Regions from separate parts of the Mus musculus genome. Here region 1 is linked to region 2. A link is a contact called in public promoter capture Hi-C data. All regions are on one chromosome and are shown on one strand. Each heading gives the region's core, a stretch centred on a gene start, on an enhancer-like site or on the middle of the called end of the contact. The rest is flanking DNA. Distances are from core to core; before and after follow the strand shown.

Region 1 (6,291 bases), core at 1,176-3,675, 68 kb after region 2:
TAAACATACTAATTTCCCCAGTTCCTAACTACTGGCACCCGCTCACATTGCCTGTGCAAATACTGAAGTCTGCCTCAAAGACCCAGCCCTATCAGCTGCCCCGTCCAAAAGGCAACTCTATCCCTGCTTACAAACCGGCTTCCATGGGCACCATCCACTACAGTCCACCAGGCACAGTTGTCTGCACGTCAACCCTGGCCACAGGACTGTTTCTTTCCCTGTGCAAATGTCCCCATGCAAATCCGAGGGTGCTCTCTCTTCAGAAGATACGGGGATTAACACATGTGAGTCATCGAAGAGCCAGCCTGCAGCTGCTAACACAGAGACGGTCTCGTCCAAACATGGACACTCCACCCACTCGGACTCTTGTGTGTCATCATTTCTCTCCACTGAGAATGAGATAAGCATCTATTTATGACAGTTAGGGCCAGAACTGAGGGGAAAGTGAAAAAAACCCAGGTAATAACTAGACAGGGTCATCCCTGGGAAAGGAACCAGAGGTATTTGCCATCTGGTAGTGTGTGTGTGTGTGTGTGTCTGTGTGTGTGTGTCTGTGTGTGTGTGTCTGTGTGTGTGTGTGTACACCTGCCTGCGTCTCTGTGTCTGTCTTCTATGTATGTGAATTTGTGTCTGCATTTATGTCTCTGTATGTGTGTGTGTGTTTGTCTATCTGTGTCTATCTGTCAGTTTCTCTGTGTATGTCTGTCTGTATACATGATAGAGTATGTGTCTGCCTATATATGTCTATGTATGTGTGTCCGTGTGTGTCTGTCTCTGTGTGTGTCTCTGTCTGTCTCTTTGTATATGTGTGCATGTGTGTCTTGTGTGTTGTCTGTGTGTCTGTTTATATATGTGTGTGTGCATCTGTGTGTCTCATGTGTCTGTCTGTCTGTCTATCTGTGTATCTGTGTGTGTGTGTGTGTGTGTGTGTGTGTGTGTGTGTGTGTGTGTGTTTTCCTGGGTGCAGGTGCATAAAGCCCAGAGGTTAATTAACCTCAAGTATCTTCCCAGATCACTGTCCACTTTGTTTTTGTGAGAAAGGGCCCTTGCTGGAATTCATCTAAGCTAGCTGGCCAGGAAGCCCAGGGATGCTCCCGTCTCTGCCTCCTCTGCCCTGAGATTACAAATGTGTGTTAGCACACTCAGACTTTTTCAAATAATTTCCGGTAATTAAATTCAAGACCTGACCCTGGCAAGCACTTTACTGACTGACTATTGTCCCAGACCATGCCCTTGCAGTTTCTAACACAATGTGGAAGAGTCACAAGAAAGTGTCCAAATGAGGGACAGAAAGGACAAGTGTTAGTTCTCGATTCAGTATCTCCAAATCAGGACACTCAGCAACAAGTTCCCAGTATCCAGGTGATGTGGGCTGCTCATTCGACCAATAGGTTTGGAGAGGAAAGAGGATTGCTCTCTTCTGTGCACCACAGCCCTGAAAGAGCTGGTTCCCAGGCCAGCCAAGGGACTCAGTCTGCAGGCCACAGGTATCATGGCACCTGCTGTGTCCCTACTGCAAGGAGCAGCTCAAGTCCTGGGACCGAGTAGCCAGAGGCTGCAAAAGGAACAAGGAAAGGCAGTGGCTGAGAAAAAGAGGTTGTAACGAGCTCTGCTAAAGGAGAAGCACAGAGCTGGCCTGTGATGAGAGTGATCATCAGCATGAAGAGAAAGGCAGAATAGAGAAAGAAGATCAGAGGGCAGGGTTAGCAAGGAGAAAACACAGAGATTCAAAGAAGAAACGAGAGACAGGCCTGCAGGCCCAGGGCAGCCCCTCCAGCAAGCGAGACATTCCCCAAGCTTGCCAGTCTGTACCCTCGCCAGTAAAGTCTTCTCCCCTGGGGAATATCTGTGAGTAAGGCTGTCTGGCCAACAAAGTATAAATACAGTAAGTATAACAAAGTTGATTCTGAAATTAAGAATATTGGGCTCAGATCACTTCCAGCTGGATGCCAATCCAATGGCAAGCTACAGCAACGAATGCTCCGGCTCAGTCCTTAGCATATAAGTCAGGTGGTGCCCAGATTGAGGGATGGCTGGCCTTCACTGTTCATTGACACTGACTGCCACTGATGCCCATGGCCCTCTTACAGGTTACGCTGTGTCAGGACTCTGACTCCCACTTGAAAGATGAGGTATGTAAGGTTTCATGACAGCAAGGAGAACAGCCAACTTAAGTGTTCTTTTCTTCCTTTGTGGCCCAGCCTGGTACCGCTCCATTCTGCCGGATCATTTGCCCTCGAAGGCAGCTCCCTGGCTCCAAAGGCACTGACTGGACTCACAGGAAGCCCAGAGAGTCCAAAGCTATTTTTATGAAAGTAAATGATACTATACAATACTTCCTTTCCTCACTCACGGCCACGGCCAAAAACCATTTGATGCCAAGAGGAAATAGACGTTCCTCAAAGCACTACAAGTCCAGGTGTCAGGTGGCAGCAGCTGCCAGAGCCAGTGCCACCCCTGACCTCCAGCACAAACACTAGCTGTGGACTGTCATGACAGAAGGACAATGACGGACAGCCTTACTACCCCTGAATGCATTTAAGTCACAGACCTGAGGGACCCGTGATGTTGGCCAGCTCTTCTCCAAGTCACTCCCTGAAACCCACAACCCCACCCCCACTCCCACCCCCACCCCACCCCCACCCCACCCCACAATGGCACCTGAAAGAGCAGAGAGGAAAGAGAAACCAAAGAAAGTGACTCTAGGCTGTGGGTTTCATATTCAAGAAGAGTCAGCAACAGGTGTGTGCCTCTGGGGAAATATGAAGTCTCTGAGCGCCTTTCACCTCAGCAGGGCAGAAAGCCAAGCCCAGAAGCCTGACATTAGGCAATGATGTCAGAAGTGGAAAGTGCCACCGTCCTCCAGCCACACCAAACAGACCACAATTTAAGTTCTCCCGTGTAGCCGCCTGAAACACACTTGACCGTAAAACAGCCGAGACACTAGTCATCCGTCGTACACCATCTTTAAGGCCTAGCGACTGGTGCATGCTGGGTAAGCAATCCATAGCTACCTAGTGAGTGAGAGTGAACGGGAGTGAAGCAAGAGGGGAGCAGAAAATGCTCTCCACAATAAAGAGAGCCAAAGCTCACCCCCAAAGTAGGACATAAATGCAGTTTTTAAAGGACATGAGCAGGAGGGAGTTGGGACGTGAGGCTAATCTTGGAGGGGTCAGGATGAGGAACAAGATGAAAATAGATTGAATGAAATTCTCAAACAATGAATAAAAACATTTTAAGTTTCTGGTTTGTTTTTTGTTTGTTTTTCCATTCTCCCAAAAAGAGAACACAAATTGGGAAGCAGAGACAGAGGGCAAGAGACATGCCTGGGAACATAGCCTCCCCAGAGATAGCCAGCTTGCCATCCCTTGAGCTAACAGTGTAGGGCAACCGTCATCAGTTAGAAGCCAAGTGACAAGTCACGGTCATTAAGCCATCTACTTCTAGTTCTCAGAAACGAAGCTATTTGGTAAGATCTAAAAGCTGTCAGAGAAGCTGTTGTGGCAGGGCAGGTCTGCAGTCCCAGTACTTGGGATGTGAGGGGGCAGAAAGGTCACAGAAGGAGGCCACCCTACGAGCTCAGTGAACATTGACTGGGCTATACAGAAAATCCTGTTTTCAAAAAACAAATACAAAGAAAAAATAACAACAACAAAATCCGACAGAAGGAGTGGAGAAATGTTATGATGGTATTGACCCCTCAAATGTCTGTTACTGGGATAAAGAAATGCTATCAGCGTGAGAACATCACTACTAATTATGCAATGTAAAGGGTTTAATTGGGTTAAATTATAATGATATTAATTATAGGAATACAGTACCGTCGTTGGAGCACGGACAAGAATAAGTCAGCAAGCAACACCACCAGGCCATGTCAGAAAACTAAATAAAATGTGGGAAGCAACTATAAAATATTATAAAGTATGATTGTATCTAAAGAATCTCACCATGTCATTTTCTTTGAAACTGTTAATTTACCTTCTGTTTATAACAATTATTCCAAAGAGTGTTTCTCTGTTCCTTGCATTTTTGGATTTTTTTTTTTTAACACTTAACTTTTTCAAATAGTTCCAGAATAACCCCACTGAGGTCACACCCAAAGGTCCTGAATAAGATCGTAGTGAAAGTCCTTGGTGCCTACATCAGAACAGCCCCAAATTTCAACGAATAAAGAGTGCTTTTTGCCCGGCCGGGCAGTGGTGGCGCACACCTTTAATCCCAGCACCTGGGAGGCAGAGGCAGGCAGATCTCTAAGTAAGAGGGCAGCATGGTCTACAAAGTGAGTTCCAGGACAGCCAAGGCTACCCAGAGAAACCCTGTCTCGAAAAAAACAACAACAAGAAGACAAACAAACAAACAAAAAAGAGTGCTTTTGCTTCTTGAACGACATCTCTTGACTCCTTCATCCCCAGGATCTGTCACCCTAAGGACAGACACTCTCCAAAGCGCAGAGAACAAGACCTGGAAGGCCAAGAAGCCTGCATTAAACAACACGAGAAGCAACTTTGGCAGGTGCCCTGAAGCAAACCAGCAGGCATGAGGCAGAGGATTACAGGGCACAGTCCACCCTGGAGGGAGTCAGGACGGAGATGGAGAGGGAGCGAGCTAAGGGCTAAGGACCAGCTTAACAGGCAGGAGAGGCAGACCACAGAGCGCACTAACCATGGAGCCAAAAGCCCACCCATGTAGCTGGATGGAGCAGTAGGCAGAGAGAACAGGCACATCGCAGACTGGAAACCATCACCTCACCACGTGATTCATGGGCACACACACTTAACTGAAGATGTGTCCTCACCCATATGTTCCCATAGGCCTAGTGTTCTTCTAGACTTTCCTCTGATATCTCAAACATCCACTGTTTGGGAAACATTCTTTGCCTGATCTTCCCCGAGGCAGGAGAGTTCCAATCTGTGTCCCATGTGACTGCTGGGCCCAACCTAGTATAAACCTCAGAACTTGTCTCTTACCGTACTACACAGCCACACAGGGCTGCAGTTCCAAGCTTGTGAGAAGGGATCTCTCAGTATTTATGTTTTCAAGAAGCCCATCACAAAATTTAGCACCAGCAGAGATTAAACAAATGGCAAGTCACTAAGAAAACAAACCAGGAAGAAATAGACAAGCTAAGTGGATACAGGGGTGGGTGTTTATTCAAGACACCCTTGTTGGAGACTTGGTGCCACCGTTAATCCCCTTTACCCACTGAAGATTTGGGGGTTGGGAGGAGCTAGTGAGGTTCTTACCCAAACAGGATTCTCATAGAACAGACACTTCTGGGCAAATCCCTCCACACATTCAACAGATAGGCAGTAAGTGGCAGACCAGAAGGACAAGAAGTCTGGTCAACCGAGTGAATCGTGGTTCCAAGATGTCTTTTAATAAGTGACGTCAAATCCTTCCTTTAAAACTGACACATTTCAAAATAAAACTACAGGAACCGGCCATCCAAAAACCAAATCATTTAGAATCTGTCATACCAATTTTTGTCTGACTGAACAGTGCCTCCGTTTACTTCCTATGAACAAAAATATCCAAGCAACCGCACCATTCCGGGCGAGTCTCCTTTACCTGCCTGTGACTCTCTGCTGGCTCCATCTGTGGCCACAGATGTCTCTTCCATTTCTCCCTGGCACAGCATGCCCTCCAAATGTGGTTTCAGTTCCCAAGCCAGCAGTACATGCTCTGTGGAGTCACGAAGATGCACGTCCCCCTCGGCTGAAGGGAGACCTGGCTTTGATGCAGTCAAATTGAAAAACAGGGCCAAAGTATATGGGAGTGAGGAGAGATGAGTCCCTCCCCAACTGCCCAGACCAGATTGGTTACATTCTTGCCTCTGAGCAGAGCCCAATCCTGGTGTGTACCTCAGAGCCTCTGCCAGGCATTGAGTCTGTCGCCTTAAAAACCCAGACTTGTGACAGCCCTTATCTGCCTAGGCCAGCAAAGCACAAATTTCTACAAACACCACAGGGCTAATGGTTCAGCAAACAGAAAGGCAAGCACACACACACACACACACACACACACACACACACACACACACACCCGTACCTCGCCTCTCCTGCCACCTTAGGCTTCCCTGTTCATTCAAGCCAAAGACAAAACTGACTGAGCAAAGACATTAAGGAACTTCAGACCAGCAAATACTTTTCTCCCAGTTTCTAACTCTTGCAAGAGAGTTTCTTACAAATTTTGCAATCTGGTCTCTCTCGGTTTTGCAATTAAATGTTTAGCCCCTGGTAATCCATATGAATCCCTAAAGCTTTTAGGGATCTATCCGCGAAAGTACTAAAT
Region 2 (6,211 bases), core at 2,285-4,784:
AATGAAGAAGAAGAAAACTAAGGTCGACTTCAGGACCAGAAGTTCCACATCGGGGCTGGTGAGATGGTTCAAGGTGCAAATACGCTCTCTGGTGACCGTGATGACCCAAGCTCAATCCCCAGAATGCACCCAGTGGAAAGAGAGAAGAAATCCCACCATCTGTCTCAGGGGCACCACGCCATGAGTGAGAGCGTGTATGTGCATGCTAATAAATATAGAAATGTAAGAAAAATGAAAACATTTAAAATACTTTTGGCCGTGTTTGGCCACAGTCCACAAACACAAGGAAATTCCTGCACAGAAAAAAACAAGAGCCTCAGTTTCAAACACAGTCTGACCAAGAACTACCCAACGAGACTTAATCAGTTACCTAAGCTCCCTTAAGGCACCGGCTATGTTAAATACCAAAAAGTATAATGTGATGTGAGAATGTACTAAAAATCATAAACCATGATGTAATAAATCTATAATGGTCTTGGATGTTGTCACTTCTTCATATGAAAGATAGAGCTAAAAGTCCTTCCCTGCCAGTCCTAGATATTACATAATCAAGAACTATCTTTTTGTGATCACTTAAAAAAAAAAAAAAACTATATGAAGCAAGACTTTAAATTTGAGACAAGAAAAGAAGGGTTCCCTGATCCTCCTACTGAATTCTTACTCGGTTTTGAATAACTATAGTGTGCAATCTGTTAAGAATTCTTAGCATGTATCTTAAAAGTTCATAGGCTCTAGGAGGGAACATGTGGCCCACCACAGAAACAGTGGGGAATAAGCTGGACCCTGTCTCTGAAATACAGCTATCTCTTCGGTTTGCCACCGTGTTGTAGACACATAGATTATCTCTACCAACTACAGCAACAAGCAGACTAGATGAGCTCAGATGCCACTTTCGAGAGACACTGGAGACTTCTGAACTATCAACAAAGCAAAGGGTGGACAAGCCCTTGTTAACAGCCTGTCTTCGAGGCTCCTCTCCTGAGCTCACACAGAGCTCAATCCTCTCTCATGTCTTACGCAGCAAAGAGAAAGATAAGAGGTCAAGTCCATAGAACAGAATGAGTTATCTAGGGGACCGCCACCTACTAGCATTCACTTTCCAACGTACAACAAAATAATATGTAAAAGCCTATTATAAAGTGAAGCAAATTCCATTATTTCCCCATATCAGATAATTGTTGATATCTATCAGTGTCCTTTGACACAAGCAGGTTGTGCTGTACACTAGCCACAAACTTTAGTCATGTTACCTGGTCTTTACACACTCACTTGTTTGTTAAAAACTCAAATGGAAGCTGGGCATGATAGTGCACGCCTTTAATCCCAGCACTCGGGAGGCACAGACAGGCGGATTTCTGAGTTCGAGGTCAGCCTGGTCTACAAAGTGAGTTCCAGGACAGCCAGGGCTATACAGAGAAACCGTCTCGAAAAAACAAAACAAAACAAAACAAAAACTTCAAATGGTTAACCCAGTATTATTATCAGTTATACCACAAGCAAAACCTTCATGCTTTCTATTATTATAAAAAGTACTATTGAAGCAGAAGAGATGGCTTGGCAATTGAAATCACTTGTTGCTCTTGCAGAGGATCCAGGTGCGGTTCCCAGTACCCATGTGGTGACTCACAGCCATCCACAATTCTAGATCCAGGGGACCCAAAGCCCTCTTATGAACTGTTCAAGCAGCAGGAATACACATGGTGTATATACATTCATGCACGCAAAACATTCAGACACATAAAATAATCTTCTCTGAAAGAACCATACATTTTCGATAATATCTGAGGGGATTTATGGAATGAGTATCTTCCCAGTCCCAAATTCACAGAAATGGTCACTTGTGGGAACCTTTCCTATTCAAAAACAATTCACACAGACACCTATGTAGGAATAACACAGATGCCAGAAAGGCTCCATTGCAAACGAAGACTTCTAAAAGTTGCCATTAATGGCACACTCTTTTTCCCTCACGTCCAAATAGTCCAATTGTTTAACAGGCAACAAGTTTAAGAAAGGCTCCTCTAGAATATTCTGATGGGAAAAAAAACCATGAAGATGCAGTTCTGTCCCTGTAAAAGTCAAATATAAACGCAAGGATGACCAGAGTACCCCTTTCCCTTAAACAGAAGGCTCATGGTAACGACAGCTCAGTTTCTTCCTTCTGTTTCTCAATCTCAGACGATCACTGACGACAAGCTATACAGAATGTGCTGTGAATGTGTGCCCTTCCCTCCATGTTCCCACACATGGGTGTGGTACACTGGCAGTCAATTCTCTAAGAAAGAACCCCAAATCCCTGCAGAATGGCAGACAAGGAAGGTGATGGGGCTCCGCTGGAGAGAGTAAGAGATGGTGCCTAGACTCTCACAAGGAACTCATCAAAATCTGTGCTGTAAAACTTATGTGTGAGTGATGGCCTTAACTAATACTCGGGAGGCAGGTGGATCTCTGTAAGTTCAAAGCCACCCTGGTCTACAGAGCAAGTTCCAGGACAGCCAGGGCTACACAGAAAAATGCTGTCTCAATCAACAAGCAAGCTTCTGTGCTCTGTCAAACTCTCAGGCCCCTGGATCCAGTTACCCAGCACCAAAACCATTCCCCCAAGGACAGGCAAGTATTCTGTCAGCAAGCCATCAATCTTTAAACCACAGTACTAGTTTCCACCCATTCCTACAATTAAAATGGTGAAAAATATTAAAATACTCTACTTGAGACTAGTTCGTTCCTGTCCTTTAAGCACAGGCATGGCCGTTCCCTGGTTCTTCTCTGCTCTGTCCAGAGCACTGTCTCCCAGGAAAATGTTAACGAGCTGCCTCAGCATCAAAACACTAGAAAAGGCAGGTTCTTTTCTTGGTAGTTTATCCGCCGAGTTTTTGGTTTTTGATTTCAGTTTTGTTTCATTCTGAGAAAAGGTCTCCCTTTGCACCTTGGCTATCCTAGATCTCACTCTGTAGACTCGGCAGCTTCTTAGTCACACCGTCTTTGGGAGTTTTAAATACTTTTGACTCCTTGAAGAAGGAACTGTCTGTGAGAGTAAGAAACTCTACACACCTGTGTGTATATATTTTTAGCAATAGGACACGGACTGAAAATGTGCTGGGGGAAAAACATACATGGAACCCACAACCACGGCACATATCCCAGCATGCAAGAGGAGAACTACAATTTTTGGTCTACACAGAAAGTCCAAACTCAGCCTGAGCAGGAGCCAGAGATGTAGTCCACTGATAGGTTTGCCTAGCAATTACAATGCCCAGGATACAACCCCCAGCACTACAAGAAAAGAAAATTAACACATGCATGCACCCACACACAGACACACATATCCAAGTGTGTACACTCAGCGCACACTTAGACTGTCATTACAAAACACTAAATATCCCTGACACATGCAACTTCCAAATGTTCCACATAAATACAGAAAGGACTAGTAGTACCCAAGAGGACATGTCCCCGCCCAATATGTACAAGTAGCTGGTGTGTAAGCAGGGTCCTTGTTCTACACAGGAGGGCAGAACACTTCTTATGTAAGGACAGGTCAGTACATATTTTAGACTTTGTTGGCTGTGTGGTCTCTGTTGAAACTACTCAGCTCTGTTGTAATGGGAAAACAGTCATTAATCATACAAGAATGAGTAAGCCAACTGAAAGACAACTTTGTTCTAATTTCATGAACACTGAAGTCCAAATTTCATAGCATTAACACAAATTATAAGATAATATGTTGCTCCTCTGTAAATATAAAAATGATTTTAACTTGAAGACCATGCAAAACCACACAGTGACATAGTAAAATGTTCTAACACAATAACAGTCAGCATTTACTGTGTGCATAGGTTAAGTTCTGAGAATTGTATGGATTTAGATTCATTGTTTATACATATTCTTTCCTCCTAAGTGGTCTAAAGGGAACAGCTTCAACATTCCCATTTTACAACTGAAGAGACTGAGACCTAAAGGTGGCATAACAAGTGAGAGACAGAACCAGGATCTGATCTTACAAAACCTGGCTCCAAGTCCATCTTCTCAACATTTGAGCCAATAAATATTACCAAGGCATACAATGCAGTAAACAGGGGAGCAAGCATTTTAATTGCAGGATTGGGATAAAGATAGACAGAAATGTAGATGATATAGAGAGATATAAATTAGTAGAGATTGAAATCTAGAGAGATACAGATATATAGACATAGATTATAGATGTAGCTGTAGATATAGATATAGGTATAGATTATAGATATAGATATATGAATATATAGATATATGAATATATAGATAGATATCAACTTCTCAGAACAACAGCATAAATCACCACACTGTACTAAACTAAGGCACCATTTCCCAGCAGCCCACTGTAAAGCATCTCTGGTGTTTTTTGTGATGTGGGCTGTAAACATCGGCTCTGGGAACAAGTCTAGAAATGTCAAAAGTCATCTTTTAATAAAAATAAGGACTGATTCATCTTGAACATCAACCTCACATTTAAATCTGTGCAAAGACTGACTTGCAGCAACTTCTTTGGCAGAGAAAATACAGTTTAATAACCCAATCACATAAATATTTGGTGAATATCCCCTTTGTGCCTTAGTCCTGGCAAAATGCTGAGTTCACGTCACTCTCTCCAGTCTCCTTATGGGACCATTTTCATTACTTACTAATAAACACAAAACGGTACAGAAAAGCAATCTTGAACTTGGGGGGAAGATAACACTTATGTCCCATTTTACTTTTTAAATTATTTTTACTTTATTTTATGTGTATGGGTCTCTTGCCTTTATGTGGTCTGTGAACCACATGCATGCTGTTCCCATGGAGGCCAAAACTGGGCAATGGATCTCCCAGAATTGTTGTGAGCTGGGGACCAAACTGTAGACCTTTGTAGGAGGAGCCAGTGTTCTTAACCACCAAGCCATCACTCTAAGAATCTCCTTTTTCTTTCAAAGCCTAATAAACAGAAGCATGATGGCTGTAGTCCTAGACTGCCTAATTAGGACTGGCCCCCACTCTCATCCTTTTCTACTAGTCCATCTTTGGACAATCTCAGTACCAGCCCTGGGCCCACCATTTTGACAAGAGAACTGCAACATCAGTACTATTTCCTGGAACATGAGTGCGACTGCATTTAAAAGCATCTGGGCAAAGATGCTACCAATCATTGCTAAGCAAAAGGAGAGGTAGAGGCAGCTGTAGGGAGCAGGCTTCACACATGTGATGACATGATGAAGGGAAGCATGTCTGATGGGCATCCGTCACACATGGACAGTCAGCAGGTGCTCCCTGCTCTGTGCCAGCACAGCATGACCATGCAGAAATCAAGACTCGCTGTTTGGCAGGGCTTCCTGTTTAAAAGACAAGTTGAAAATCTGAATTGGCCTGTGCAGCACTGGTAATTTTCTAGACCATCACACCAGGCAAGTAAGTCTTGTCTACAGGCATACTGAGTCGTAAGATGAATGACAGGCAATCACCAAGTAGGGCAGGGCCACATCCAAAGGAAATATAGGGTTAGTCAATAGTGAGTCTCTTAAGGAATTGTAAACTCTGTGACCAGTACACAAGTATACACACACATGGACGCCTTCATGACAACATGTGTGTGCTCTGTCACGCACACACACACACACACATACACACACACTTAAATGAAAATGTAATTCTTAAAAAATGTCACATGGGGTCAGCTAATAGCTCAAATGCTTTTATCCAAAATCATGTTCAGCCAAGACTGAAAACCTGAATTCTGTCCTCAGGACCCATATGGTCAAAGGGAAGAAGTGATACAACACATTGTCTTCTGATCTCCATGTCATGTGAGCACACACACACACACACACACGAAATAAAACAAAACCTAATTTTTTAATTAAAAATAAATCAATTAGAATTTAGGCAAAAGGAGGCAAGCAAGAAAGAAAGCTAGCTAGCTTACAAAAGTACCACCAGAGTATCCTAAAGATGGTGGTCAAGAATATAGAGAATATTTTATTGTTTATTTTTTCTCATTGGTATTTGGGAATTAATAAAAATTGAAATGTCTTTTTAAGAAGAGGACATATGAGGCTGAAGAGATGGCTCAGCAGTTAAGAACACCTATTGCACTTCCAAAGGTCCCAAGTTCAATTCCCAGCACCCACATGGTGGCTCACAACCATCTGTAATGGGATCTGATGACCTCTTCTGGTGTTTCTGAAGACAGCTACAGTGTACTCAT

What was found. Capture Hi-C pulls out chosen DNA fragments and counts their contacts.
Region 1: a promoter capture Hi-C map of adipose tissue shows a contact between it and region 2. The contact joins two enhancer-like sites. A contact is called at or near these places in 1 of 15 datasets of contacts at CTCF or cohesin (the NIH/3T3 cell line), 4 of 484 Hi-C or Micro-C datasets (the C2C12 cell line, brown adipocytes, nephron progenitors and 1 more), 4 of 115 datasets of contacts at active chromatin or transcription factors (the SCID.adh cell line, bone marrow-derived macrophages, cardiomyocytes and 1 more) and 3 of 9 other capture datasets (adipose tissue, liver and pancreatic islet).

What each region holds. Positions count from the first base shown.
Region 1 is chr10:12,821,201-12,827,491 of GRCm38.p6, forward strand. All of the region lies in intron 1 of Utrn (utrophin), which reads right to left. Among named protein-coding and RNA genes, the nearest start is that of Utrn, 37 kb to the right of the region's middle. Within about 2 kb of position 2,426, at least 47 of the 459 cell types and tissues checked have an H3K27ac peak or open chromatin away from gene starts, as enhancers often do. A contact at or near this core is called in adipose tissue, where this site is marked.
Region 2 is chr10:12,751,592-12,757,802 of GRCm38.p6, forward strand. All of the region lies in intron 2 of Utrn (utrophin), which reads right to left. Among named protein-coding and RNA genes, the nearest start is that of Utrn, 110 kb to the right of the region's middle. Within about 2 kb of position 3,535, at least 18 of the 459 cell types and tissues checked have an H3K27ac peak or open chromatin away from gene starts, as enhancers often do. A contact at or near this core is called in adipose tissue, where this site is marked.